Regions from separate parts of the Mus musculus genome. Here region 1 is linked to region 2. The links are chromatin contacts, called in public HiChIP or PLAC-seq maps. All regions are on one chromosome and are shown on one strand. Each heading gives the region's core, a stretch centred on a gene start, on an enhancer-like site or on the middle of the called end of the contact. The rest is flanking DNA. Distances are from core to core; before and after follow the strand shown.

Region 1 (5,830 bases), core at 1,384-3,883, 320 kb after region 2:
CTGTGAACATTCAACAGGTCTCAAAACTCTTAATACAGAGTCTTAATTTTTACTTTGTTCTGGGTCGTCAAATGATGCAATTTACAAAGGGTCAAGGTGGTACTGAGCTATCTCCATATTTACTTACCCTCATGCGTGTATGTATGTGCCTCTACACACACATTCTGCGTGTTCTTCTTTTTATAAGAACACCATATTAAACTGGAGTCCATCTTAATGACCTTGTTTTTTTTTTTTTTTTTTTTAAACTTTATTGCTCTCCAAAGTGAGATCACTTTCTGAGGTGGTGCAGTTATGATTTGAACACTGCATGAGGGTCACAGTTCAAGGTCTAGTAAATCAACCTTTTCCTCTCTCTATGTACTTGACAATTTTATGTTTAAGGCCCTGTTCGTGATCTTTCTCAGAGTCCACGAGAAGTCGGGTTACCAGTAAAAGAGAAGAAGGTGCACACAGCTGGATGACTGCAGCACAGGAATGAGGGGCCAGGACTGCTGAGGGAGATTTGGGGAGAGGTTGCCCTGGATTCTGATGGCAGAGCCATTTATCGGCAATTTGTTTAGGATGCTTCAGCAGGAGACATTATTAAACCAAAAGAAAGCACAGCCCTTGGGAAGCTGGCCGTCTTTGAGTTTTATTGCTGTGAAGAGACACCAGGACCACAACAGCCCTTGTAAAGGAAAACACTTCGTTGGGGCTGGCTTATAGCTCAGACATTCAGTCCATCACTGCCATGACAGGAAACATGGCAGCACGCAGGGAGCTGAAGAAGGAGCTTAGAGCTCTACATCTTGATCTGCAAGCAGCAGGAGACTGTGTCACACACTGGGCATGGCTTGAGCATAGGAGACCTCAAAGCCTGCCCCTACAGTGATGCACTTTCTCCAACAAGATCACACCCGCTCCAGCAAGGCCACACCTCCTAATAGTGGCACTCCCTATAGGCCAAGCATTCAAACACATAAGTCTATGGGGGCCAGACCTATCCAAACTGCTACACTGAGGCAGTAGGATTACAAGTTTGAAGCCAGTCTGGGCTATGCATGGAGACCCTTTCCCAGCAAGAAAACAGTTCTTTCCCAGCAAGAAAACAGTTACACACACACACACACACACACACACACACACACACACACACACACACCAGGAAACAGAGGCCAAGGCTGGGGGACTGAAGAGGTTGCTGCAAAGCTAAGAGAAGGAAGAACTTAACTACAGCAATGGCCACAGTGTGGCAGGACTCAGTAAAATCCAAAGGATGCACACACATACATTCATACCCATACCTGTGTACAGACACCCACACAAACATTTACTTATGCTTTTATCTAGCTGCACATAGCTAAAACAGTTCACAGCCAGAGGCATTTCTCTGCCTTTCTGGAGACACTGGTCTGAGAGGTGTGTCGTGCTGGTATAGCCTCTTTGGCTCCATGTAGACGGTGCTGTGAATCCTAAGAGACAGGTGGGGACCTCCTGTAGTATTGCACGATCATCATAGCATTATCTAGCACTCACCCCCTTAACTTGGTAATCCCTAGACATTTGGGCCTCCTTTGGGTCATACCCTAGACCTTGATACCTGCTATTTCCTCAGCCTGGCTCTTTGCCCAGCCCTAGCTCTTGAGCTTTTTATTAGGCTGAGGTCAGCTTTCCAGAGACTTGCCCTGCAAGGCGCCTCTGCCTGTCCCCTTGCATGCTCTCATCCGACTGTGGCTCTGTTCACTGTCTCTTTTCTCCTAGATACCAAGTTTCATGAGGACAGGGTCCTGTCTGTTGCTGCTGTGTCTCCATCACTTGTCTGCACGGCAAGCCAGGCAGACCAGATACCTCATAAGCTGAATGGATGGATGAATGAATGAATGAATGAATGATTCACTACACAAAGGGGTCTTGAAACAACGCATAAAGGAATGACAGTATACCAGCAAATACATAATGTGACAGCTTTGAAGTGAGTTCAGAAGCCACTTTTAACGAAATGACGTTTTACATTTAAAGCCAAAGATAAGTTTTTAAGGGTTTATACTAATTTAATATTCTCCATAGAAACTTCTGTTTCCTTATTTTAAAAAGAGAAGTCCCAAGATTTATTTTTAAAAGCTTCACAGACATCAAATTACTGTCATAAAGGAAAAGGTTGCTTTAGATAAGTCCGTGGGAGTGTGAATGCCCAGAAGCATCTGGGTTGCATTTCCCTTAAACTCTCTTGGGTTTGCAAATTGGAAAGAAAGGTCTGGAATAAAGCACATTTTCTATTTTCCCGAAGTCAGTACATCTGGGAAACAGCAACATTTGGTATATTCAGGAAACTGAAAGTATGTGTGGGTACTTGTTTAAGTTTATTTCCAGTAGTACATTAAAGTGGCTGATAAGAAAGAGGAAGTGGGCATTTAGCATCTGAAAGAAACCAATTCAAAAAAAGGTTGTTGTTGTTGTTGTTTTTTCTTTTCTGTAGCTTTTTTGCCTACACGAGAGAAATTTTCCTCTGCCTCCCGCCTTGACCACAATCAATATTTTTAGGGAACGGAGGCAGCAGGGAAGTGGGGTATTCAGCCTTTTGTATGCGACTGAGCTGTGGAAACAGGATGGAGATTTGTAAGTCTGTCCAGTAAATGCCTCTAAGTGCTTTAAAAACGTGACTTAGAGCAGAATGGAGGGCCTAGGGAGCAGCCGAGAATTAGGGCTAAATTAGCACATTTCAATGCCTCGATAGAGGAAATGTCAAGAACAAAGTAGCCAGAGAAACAAGCAGAGGCAACGTCAGACACTCTGCCTCTTTCTCCTCTTCTTGAGCAACCCTAACAGCTGGGAAGTAAGTAGTTTGGTTTTTAAGTGGGTAAATTATGTTACTTTGACAGAGGATTTATTATTATTATTTTGTTATTTATCAACATCGAGGTGTAGTCTACCCTTAAATGGGCCAGATAAGATTCAAATCAAAGACTGTCCACTTCAATGCATGCTGTGGTGACCTGGCATGAGCAATCCCTTCCTGCAGAATTTACATTCTAATTCAGCTGTTTTCTAAATACAGTCCACATAAAATCAAAAAGTTTAAAAAGAGGAAAACCAGAGAGATAAAGAAAACGATTGGGCAAAGTAGATCAGTCATTCTGCATATGGATTAAAATATTTCTATTATATTAAAGTATTAATATTTACAGGCAACCGTGGGGGAAAAAACTCATTCGTTCTTAGACTTGCAAATGATAGAGCGTCCATTTGTAGACGAAAGGCGGACTGCTAGCGCCCCCTGGCTGTGGAAAACGATTCTGTCCTTCCCAGTGTACGTAAGACATTAACTAGCTCAACAAGAAACCTGCAGGAAAACCGATTCAAAATGAGCATCCACCACAGCCCTCTGACACTACTGTCCCAGCCTGTGGGGCTGTGGTCCTGTCAGCAGCACTCAGTGCATTCAAACCTCCATCCTGGCCCTGGAGACCCTTGAACTCCACTCACAGCGGGCTAATTATAAGACGGGAGACATCACCCTTTCTTTCCATTTTGATGGATCTGAATTAGACGGTCTCCCGGATGCACAGGTACAGTGATACTGACTGAGACAGAAGATACTGGTTCTGCCCGGCACAGCCTGAGCCTTAGGACAGATTAGCAGATGCGAACATACAGCCCATTAAAAACTACAAAAAAAAGAAAAGAAAAAAAGAAAGAAAGAAAGAAAAGAAAAGAAGAGAAAAGAAAAGAAAAAAAAAGAAGTGATTTTGTTACGTTTTTGTGTGCACTGAGCTTTATAAACCTTTAAATAGGCAGCTTACACAATTAGAAAATTTCAGATGAAACCAGATATGGTAGCAAATGCCTTTAGTCTCAGTACAGGGAGCCAGAGGCAGGCGGATCTCTGGGAGTTCAAGGCCAGCCTGGTCTACCTAGAGAATTCCAGGACAGCTAAGGTTTGTTACACTGAGAAGCCTGTCTCAAAAATAAATCCTATTTCCAGCTTCTTTTGAACAATCCAGAGATCTGACATTGGGTATGAACTCACACAGTACCTACAGGGAGCTCTCAGTCATGTGGCATGTACAACTTCATCCATCCAATTCCTCCTACTTTATGTGTCAGGTAATATGGGACTATCTTGATGAAGGCTCACATTGCCTGCTAGGTGGCTATACTAGTTAGGGTTTGCTAAAGGAATAGAACCAAGGCAATGTATGTGTATGTACATGTATACACACATACATAGATATGAATCTATTAAGCCATCTTATTTTAAAATAGGAACATCAACGGATTCCCACTAGAGAGGCTGAGAACTGGGTAGTTACTTTGTCCTTGGGGTAGGTGCCTCAGTAGTCAGAGTAGCCCACAGTAGCAGTTTCATAGTGGGGGAGTTAATTATCTAGCACTTTCTCAGTCTACAAGGTGCAATACCTCAACATTCGCAATCAGCGGTCCTTAGGCCTTGGTGGAAGCCTAGAAATACTAGCTGTGCTGTCAATGAAGGAGAGGGAGGGGGAGGAAGAGGAGGAGGAGCCGCCGCCACCGCACAGGTACATAAACTCAGAAGCAGGAGGTAAGGCCAGTCTACCATAATCACTCGTACAGGTAATCACTCGTCTACCATATTCTTTTTATCAGGAGTGCTACTAGAACGTGCTGCCCACGTTGGGGTGGGTCTTCCCATATCAGTTAAGTCAGTCAGGATAGTTCTTCTGGTAAGGCTCTTACTCAGGTCCTGTTATTCTGTGTTAAGTTGGCATCAGAACCAACCATAATTGAGGCATGACGTAGCTGAGTTTGCAATTCCCTCTGTCCAAACCTCGAACAACCCAATGCCTCCTCTGAGTGGTGATAATAAATTTCCAAGGTCTGACTCTTTGCTCCCCCTCAGACACCTTGCACAGTTCTCTAATTGCCTCAGATCTGCATCCTATGAACCATTCGAGACAACTCCATTCATTTTACAAGTAAGAACTACACCGCTCATGTTGAAACACAATAACGCAGTAAATACACAGCGAGTACTGCTCCAAGACAAGGATTTTACTCAATACTGAACATGCACAGACAGACCTTAGCCTTGCACTTACAGAGCTTTGGTGAAGCCCAGCAACTGCAGAGCATAGATTCCCGTGAAGTCAGAAGCACGGAAGCTAATGCGGATTGCACTGTTGTCTTCCAGGTTTTGCACCATATTCACCAGGAAAAAGTCTATTTCCTCCTTTGCACCTTTCTTCTCTCATACCTTTGTCCTCTCTCCCTTTTCTGGTTGAGTGAGCCAAGGATCACTCATACAAGGAGCATGCCACGAGGCTCCACTCTGCAATTTGCTGCAAAGCACAACTGGCAGCATATTATGTTTCGATCAATTTTAAGTTGAGCCTCATTAAGTACGTTTATATGGTTATGTAACCATCAATACTTTCTACGTCCAGCCTTTGATCATCTCCCGCTCTTCTCCAGGTACCCAGCATCCTGTCCCAAAGGCCACCCATAGTCTAACATATATTAGAATGTTCTTCCTTCTAAGACTAAGATTGTGTGTATGTGCCTGCCATCTTTCCTCTAGACTTTGCTCACCCTTGGCTATGGATAATGCTGCTAGGTATGTAAGAACAGTATCAGTTCAAACAGAAATCTTCATGTTTACCTTATTTGACAACACAAGTGACAGATACAGGTGGACCCTGAGCTGGGCATCAGCAAGCGGTGGAGAAATCTCTCTAACAAAGTCAAACTGACCTGCAAGCTTGAGTAGAAAGGAGCTGAAGAGGTGAAGGGAGTTTGCATTCCTTATCTAGTGATCCTGGGTGATGGGACTCCTACCAGCAACCGAGCCACTAAGATACTGGAACTTCTGTGA
Region 2 (6,231 bases), core at 3,013-5,512:
GTTCCTAGGGCCTTGGGAGCCAGTAGCATTGGTTGCATACATACAGTCGGGGCATTTTAGCAGGGTGCTTTTCCAGTGCTGATCCCACACATAGTCTCCAGCTTCTGCGAGAGGGGTGCTGCCTTCCACCTCACTGCGAGGACTGTTGTGAGGGACTCGATGACAAGGTGCCCTGTCACAATTTACTCAGAATGCCAGCTCTCAGGGAACTTAGGCTGGAGAATCATCACAAGTTCTAGGCTAGCCTGGGCTACTATAGTGAGTTCCTGGCCAACCCAGGCTACTTAATGAGACCCTGACTCAAAATAAAAAAAAAAATCCTGCAGAGTGAGACCCTATCTTAATGTATACATACATACATACGTGCATACATACATATAAACATTTTCATCTGAAGATGGATTTTTTTGAAGTTTACTTTATGTCCAACTAAAAATGAATTTTCTCACCTATTCAGAAGCTTCTGGGATCTCACTGGGAGTTTCATAAGTGAAGTGTTTTACAAGAAACCATTGGTGTTTGTGTCTGAAACAACAGCTTTCCTGATTTCTCCATCGATGGGGACGAGACGTAGGCAAGACTCTTTTAAAAGCATCCGCCAAAGTGAGAAAGTAAACATGCTCCTCTCGCTCGCTTCCGTTGGTAGTTACCCAGTAGATGTTTTCCTTGGATAAACAATCTCCGGTGTTTACTGAAGCCTGTATGGATGGTCCCCCGCAGTGTTTGCAGCTTGAGATTTATTCCAGCAGCTCTGTAGAACGAGCCTGTGGTGCAGGGCAGGCGGCCCCTCTGGAACCTCCAAGTATTTGTTCTCTCTCTGTTCTAAAGGTAATTAAGGAGCATTGCTTGTTTCTCAATTAATGACTTCTCATTCAACAGGGGATCTTTGATGCTAATTTGTTTTAATCAGGGCAGAGGCTGCTCAAAAACTCTGAACAATTCACTGAAGAGGAACTAGGAATTTTTAATCAAGTGGAAGAGACTTAAATGCTTTCCATCCTGCGCCTTCAACCGTCCTTCATTTAACTGTGTTCTTTAGGCTTTATAAACCAAGATGAGATTGTCGAATGGCGTGTGTTATATCACACAGCTCACTTCTTTCTTGGGCATCTGTGAGCACATGGTGGGCCTTAATTTCTTCCATGTAAAAGCCTGTTTACATCCAAACTTCATGTTTCTCTTAATAGAGGGTCTATTTTAAAATAAATTTTAAAACAAAAAAAATGTATTTATAACTACATCTAGTGCTCTTTTATTGTATGGGGCAAAATGGTGACTTTTCACATGTAAGAACAGCACAAGACACATTAGAGATGAAATTCAAGGCATTCTTTTCATCCCATGGACTCAGTCACCAAATGGCTGCTCATGATTCCAGAAAAGTCAAATTGCATCACACAGAAACGGTCAAGAGCTAGCAATTACATCACAGCATGATCAGATGCTGGCTTTTATTAAAAAGGTGATATCACTAGGTGACTTTACCTTCAGACATCATATTCAACGTGCTAAGGTTACAGTCACAGTCATTCTTAGCTAATGACCAGGTCTAGTCTCATTGTCATGTTCTCCAATCAACGTGACTTTACATAAGCCAGTTATGTGAAATCGAGGCGGTCCCCCCTCCTCCATCTCTTTATCCTGAATATAGAAAAATCTCAGCAAATATCCCAGAAGTCTCACCACTCAAAACCTTACTGTTTCATTTCCAAGTAAGTGGGAAAATAGGCTTTTTATTTTTCATAAAACAGTTTCTTAAACAACGGCATCTATCAGAGTGAACTACAGCACAGGGTTACTTGTTAAGCAAAGCCTGGGCCCTCTTGTTGTTTCTGATCTAGAAAGTCAGTAAGAATTTTCATGTTGACAAGTCCTAAGACGATATTGGACGGTGAGGGATAGGGCGTCCCAACTGGGGACTCCTTAGGAGCAACTTGGGATGGAGGAGCTATGACTGAAACGCAGCACCAGATACTCTGCAACTCTGAACAGACCACAGAGTAGAGTCTCCAGGTCCCACAAGATTGTGGCCTCCAAGGTGGTTTTCTGGCTTTGGTGGGCGGGGCCTAGAAGGTAGACTGGGTAACATGGACAGTATTAATGCCTGTGCTTTTTATTTTTATGTGTTTGTTTATTCCTTTTTTTTTTTTGACACAGGATCTCATAGAACACAGACTGACTCCTGAGCTTATAGCCATGAGCTGTCACACCTCACTGTTACCTAAATTTTAATTGATAAATACCCACCTGAAGGTCTCTGCAGGAGTTATAAATGTTTGAAAATAAACTTTTACAAGGACACATGTCATGGTCTGCCTGTGCTAATGAGGCACGCCAGAAGCCAACTGTTCCTAAATCAGGTAGAGTAGTGTGGGGCTCTGTGGTTTTGATAAAGGCCCTGGTTAATTCTTTATTTAGGGCAACAGAAGTTCACCTTTCACTGTGCTGACTGACCAGCCTGAAGCATCAACTACACACACAACAGTGTGGGCCCATTTACTTCCATACATTGATGTGTAGCCTCTGAATGGTGGATGAGGGAACACAAGCTGCTGTTCTCAAAACGGACAAGAAACAACTTTGGAGAACTTTACCCAGGTATTTCCTTCCTTTATGCTGCCTACGTTGATCTTCCAAAAAATGGAGTCCATTCATAACACAGCTGATGCACTTCACCCAGCCATTCCTGGTCATGTGACATAATGGCCTTGGGGGACATGAACTGGTCCTGGCAGCTCTTAGCTGTGTAGTCACTACACCCCCTGGGATAAGTTCCATTAGGACTTGCTTTTGTCCTGGCAAATGCTATTGCCTTCTAATTTGAGGCTATTTTTGAGTACTTGGTGGGTTCTTTTTTTCTTCCACCCTTCTCTACCCCCTTCTTCCACCCTTTCAACCCCCTAACAGTAGGCAGGAAAGGAAAAAGGATAGAACAGAAAGAGGGTTTCGATATTGACAGACTACTTCCTGCTGATTAGGAGCATTGAATTCCTAGGAGCAAGTTAGATCTTCACCATCAGGATATCTAATTTCTCCTTGTTGTTTCTTCTTTGTGCATGGCTACTTAACAAACTGCAACCAACTGCAACCAACCACCAACTGGCCAACAGTCCCTTCTATCAGGGCCCTAGCATTTATATATACTGTGAAAAGTCCCCAGAATTCCAAACTTGACAATCTCAGAAACTATCTGCAGCTGGCTGGCAAAACCACACCCCTGCTAGAGCACGAGGCAAATCAGAGTCAACTGCTATGGGTAATCTGAAGCAGCTCCATAGCCCACACCTGGATTTAAAATGAAAACACATTCTTATAATATTTCTGTGTTTTTAAAGAAACCAAAATTCTCACTAAGAGAAGCCTAAGCTTGCATGGCAACCAAGAGGCAGATATGAAATGCTTGCCAAACAGACCTTTCACACTATGGAAGGAAAATGTCATCAACTTTGGCCACTGTCCTCTAAGTAGATGTCCCAATGACAGGGACAGTTTCAGTCAAAGTCATACTTTCCCATACTTAATAAGTAATGTTTTTGTTACTTTTCCATTGCTGTGAAGACACATCATGATCAAAGCAGCTAATAATGAAAACATTTAATTGGGGACTTGCTTACATTTCAGAGGGTGAGTCCACAACAGCCACGGCAGGGAGTATGGCAGGAGGCAGGCATGGTCCTGGAGCAGTAGCTTAGAGCTTACTTCTGTCTTATCCACAAGTTGAAGGGAGGGGAGAGAGAGAGAGAGAGAGAGGGAGAGGGAGAGGGAGAGGGAGAGGGAGAGGGAGAGGGAGAGGGAGAGGGAGAGGGAGAGGGAGAGGGAGAGGGAGAGGGAGAGGGAGAGGGAGAGGGAGAGGGAGAGGGAGAGGGAGAGGGAGAGGGAGAGGGAGAGAATTGGAAATGACATCTGCTTTTGCAACCTTCAAGCCCACCCAATTGACACACCTCTTCAGACAAACCAATCATTCTAGTTCTTCCCAAGCAGTTCCACCAACCAGGGACCAAGCACTCAAATGTACGAGCCTGTGGGGGCCATTTTTAGTCTTTTTCACTAGTCCTGGCTCCCCCATAACAAGGGGACAAGCTCAATTCTTCAGCTCCAAGCAACCCTAAGATGTCCAGATGCCCAGCCTGCTTCATCACAATGGTTATCAGCAGTAACATCAGATCTAATCTCATTGGATCATTGAGCAAGTGACAGAGTAGAAAGCAGCTCTGGCAATTACAAGTCCCACACTAACAGGATGTGGTCACACTGTTCATATCCTGCTCAGCTGGGACTTACACATCTCTAGACTCGGAGCTCAACGCAGAGCAGAAGTTCACGGGGGATGGAACTGTTGCAGAGACCCTCTATCTGCTTTACTACTCTGCCTACATCATGTTGTTAAGCATAGATGGTCCAGTTGCCTTACCTCATCTCTCAGCTTTGGAGGAGCAAAGCCCCAGTGTATCGTGGGTGCCTCGGGACATTTGCACCACATCACATCATACCACAGGCTGCTGGGAGAGGTACAGGTTGCCTTCTGGATTACTGGCAAGGCAATACAAACACTATCTGAGCGCCTATTCTTTAGGCAGATCCCATGATGCCAGAGAACATGGTAGTCAGCTAGCGCTCTCTCCCCTCCCTCTCCCTCCTCCTCTCCCTCTCCCTCCCCCTCTCCCTCCCTCTCCCTCCCCCTCCCCTCTCCCCTCTCCCCCCCTATCTCTCTCGTGTGTGTGTGTGTGTATGTGTGTGTGTGTGTGTGTGTGTGTGTGTGTGTGTGTGTGTATGTGCCTAAGCATGTGCTCAGGTACGTGAATGCTAGAGGTCAACGTTGGGTGTCTTCCTCAGTCACCTTCCACCATATTATTTGTAGACACACCCATACTGGCTTCTCGCTGGAATTCGCCAAGTAGGCTAGGCTTGCTGGCCATTGAGTGCTAAACGTCTGCTTGTCTGGTATTCCCAGCTCTAGAATTACTGGTACTTGTCACCAGGCCTGGCTTATCTCTGTGTAGGATTCAGGGTGTAGGTAGCTCCATCTGCCTGGGTCTATACCTAGTGATGATGGTATTGTGCTTGTCTGACTTGGCCTCCCATATCCATAAGAGCAACTCTCATGAGCTGAATAAAACCTGTCAGCTCGCTTCAGCTAAAGACACTGCCACATTCACAAGGCTTCAGTCTGTACTTGGGACCCTCTCAATGGCACTGAGGTGGGCCGCACAGCATACCAACAGAGAGTGAAGCAGACGCTCTGTGTTGCCGCCTTCCTTCCTAACAGAGAAATCTCATAGACACATCAAATGTATTTCGTTTGCAGCTCCCCATATCCTGGGTTTTTACTTTATTTCTTAGTGGGGCTTAACTTCCAGCCATCAGGATAACTTTGTTTAACTGTTTCACTATGCTGTTTTAACCTCTAAAAGAACCTTATGAAATACATTCTTTACTTAGAATAGAGAAGTAGATGTAGAAAATTCATGGATTATTGGTCATCAAAGATCCTGAATCAGCCCTGCTAGTTATATGGGGTGTGGAGTCGGGAATGCTAATGCCTTTTAAACTCTGGCTCCTAAAACTATTATTAACTATGTTTGTGGTGTCCAGCTCTCAGAATCTCTCTCTCTCTCTCTCTCTCTCTCTCTCTCTCTCTCTCTCTCTCTCTGTGTGTGTGTGTGTGTGTGTGTGTGGTGGATCTTGCAGTTGTTACCATGAAGCAGAATGTAACCATTTTTTTTCCATCTGGGACTTAGCTAAAGGGTAAGTCACTACCAGGGAAGGCTTTAACCTTTTACAAATTCGCAAACACAGGTAACTGGCTGATGTGTTTGTATGCGGTGCACAGATACATTGACCTAGATACATCTCTAAAATTAATTTACCGGTGCTGCAACGGGGCCTCGCTAACACTCCAACAAGTGCTTATTGCTTTACTGGTGAGCATGAGCCCTGAGGGCCTGCTGTTTGATGGTGGTGACAGCTCTGTATGATGTAGGCGCCGCCAAGAGCCAGCATGCTGACTCAGAGAACAGGAGGGCAGCGAGGCTGGTAGGGGAGTTGTCAGACAAATTAGTAGCCATCCAGATTAAAAGTCATAGAGCAGATCAGTGCTGCAGGCATGCTTTAACCACGGCCCAATGGGAAGTGACTTCTCCAGGAATTATTTATGTGAAAATCAGCATAGTCCCTAAAGTCTAGATTGTGAAATGAGCCAAGATCTTACCTTCAGCCATTTGACATACTTTG

The links. HiChIP or PLAC-seq counts read pairs in DNA pulled down with a chosen protein or histone mark.
Region 1: a contact with region 2 is called in a CTCF HiChIP or PLAC-seq map of pro-B cells, with 7 times the contacts expected there. The contact joins two enhancer-like sites. A contact is called at or near these places in 9 of 39 promoter capture datasets (the 3T3-L1 cell line, 3T3-L1-derived adipocytes, the SN4741 cell line and 6 more), 3 of 15 datasets of contacts at CTCF or cohesin (the NIH/3T3 cell line, large pre-B cells and pro-B cells), 3 of 484 Hi-C or Micro-C datasets (forebrain, stem cell-derived primordial germ cell-like cells and trophoblast stem cells), 11 of 115 datasets of contacts at active chromatin or transcription factors (the NIH/3T3 cell line, astrocytes, craniofacial prominence and 8 more) and 3 of 9 other capture datasets (adipose tissue, embryonic stem cells and pancreatic islet).

Annotation. Positions count from the first base shown.
Region 1 is chr19:58,466,333-58,472,162 of GRCm38.p6, forward strand. No RefSeq gene overlaps it. Among named protein-coding and RNA genes, the nearest start is that of Gm41876, 13 kb to the left of the region's middle. Within about 2 kb of position 2,634, at least 8 of the 459 cell types and tissues checked have an H3K27ac peak or open chromatin away from gene starts, as enhancers often do. A contact at or near this core is called in pro-B cells, where this site is marked.
Region 2 is chr19:58,139,744-58,145,974 of GRCm38.p6, forward strand. No RefSeq gene overlaps it. Among named protein-coding and RNA genes, the nearest start is that of Gm50287, 43 kb to the left of the region's middle. Within about 2 kb of position 4,263, at least 65 of the 459 cell types and tissues checked have an H3K27ac peak or open chromatin away from gene starts, as enhancers often do. A contact at or near this core is called in pro-B cells, where this site is marked.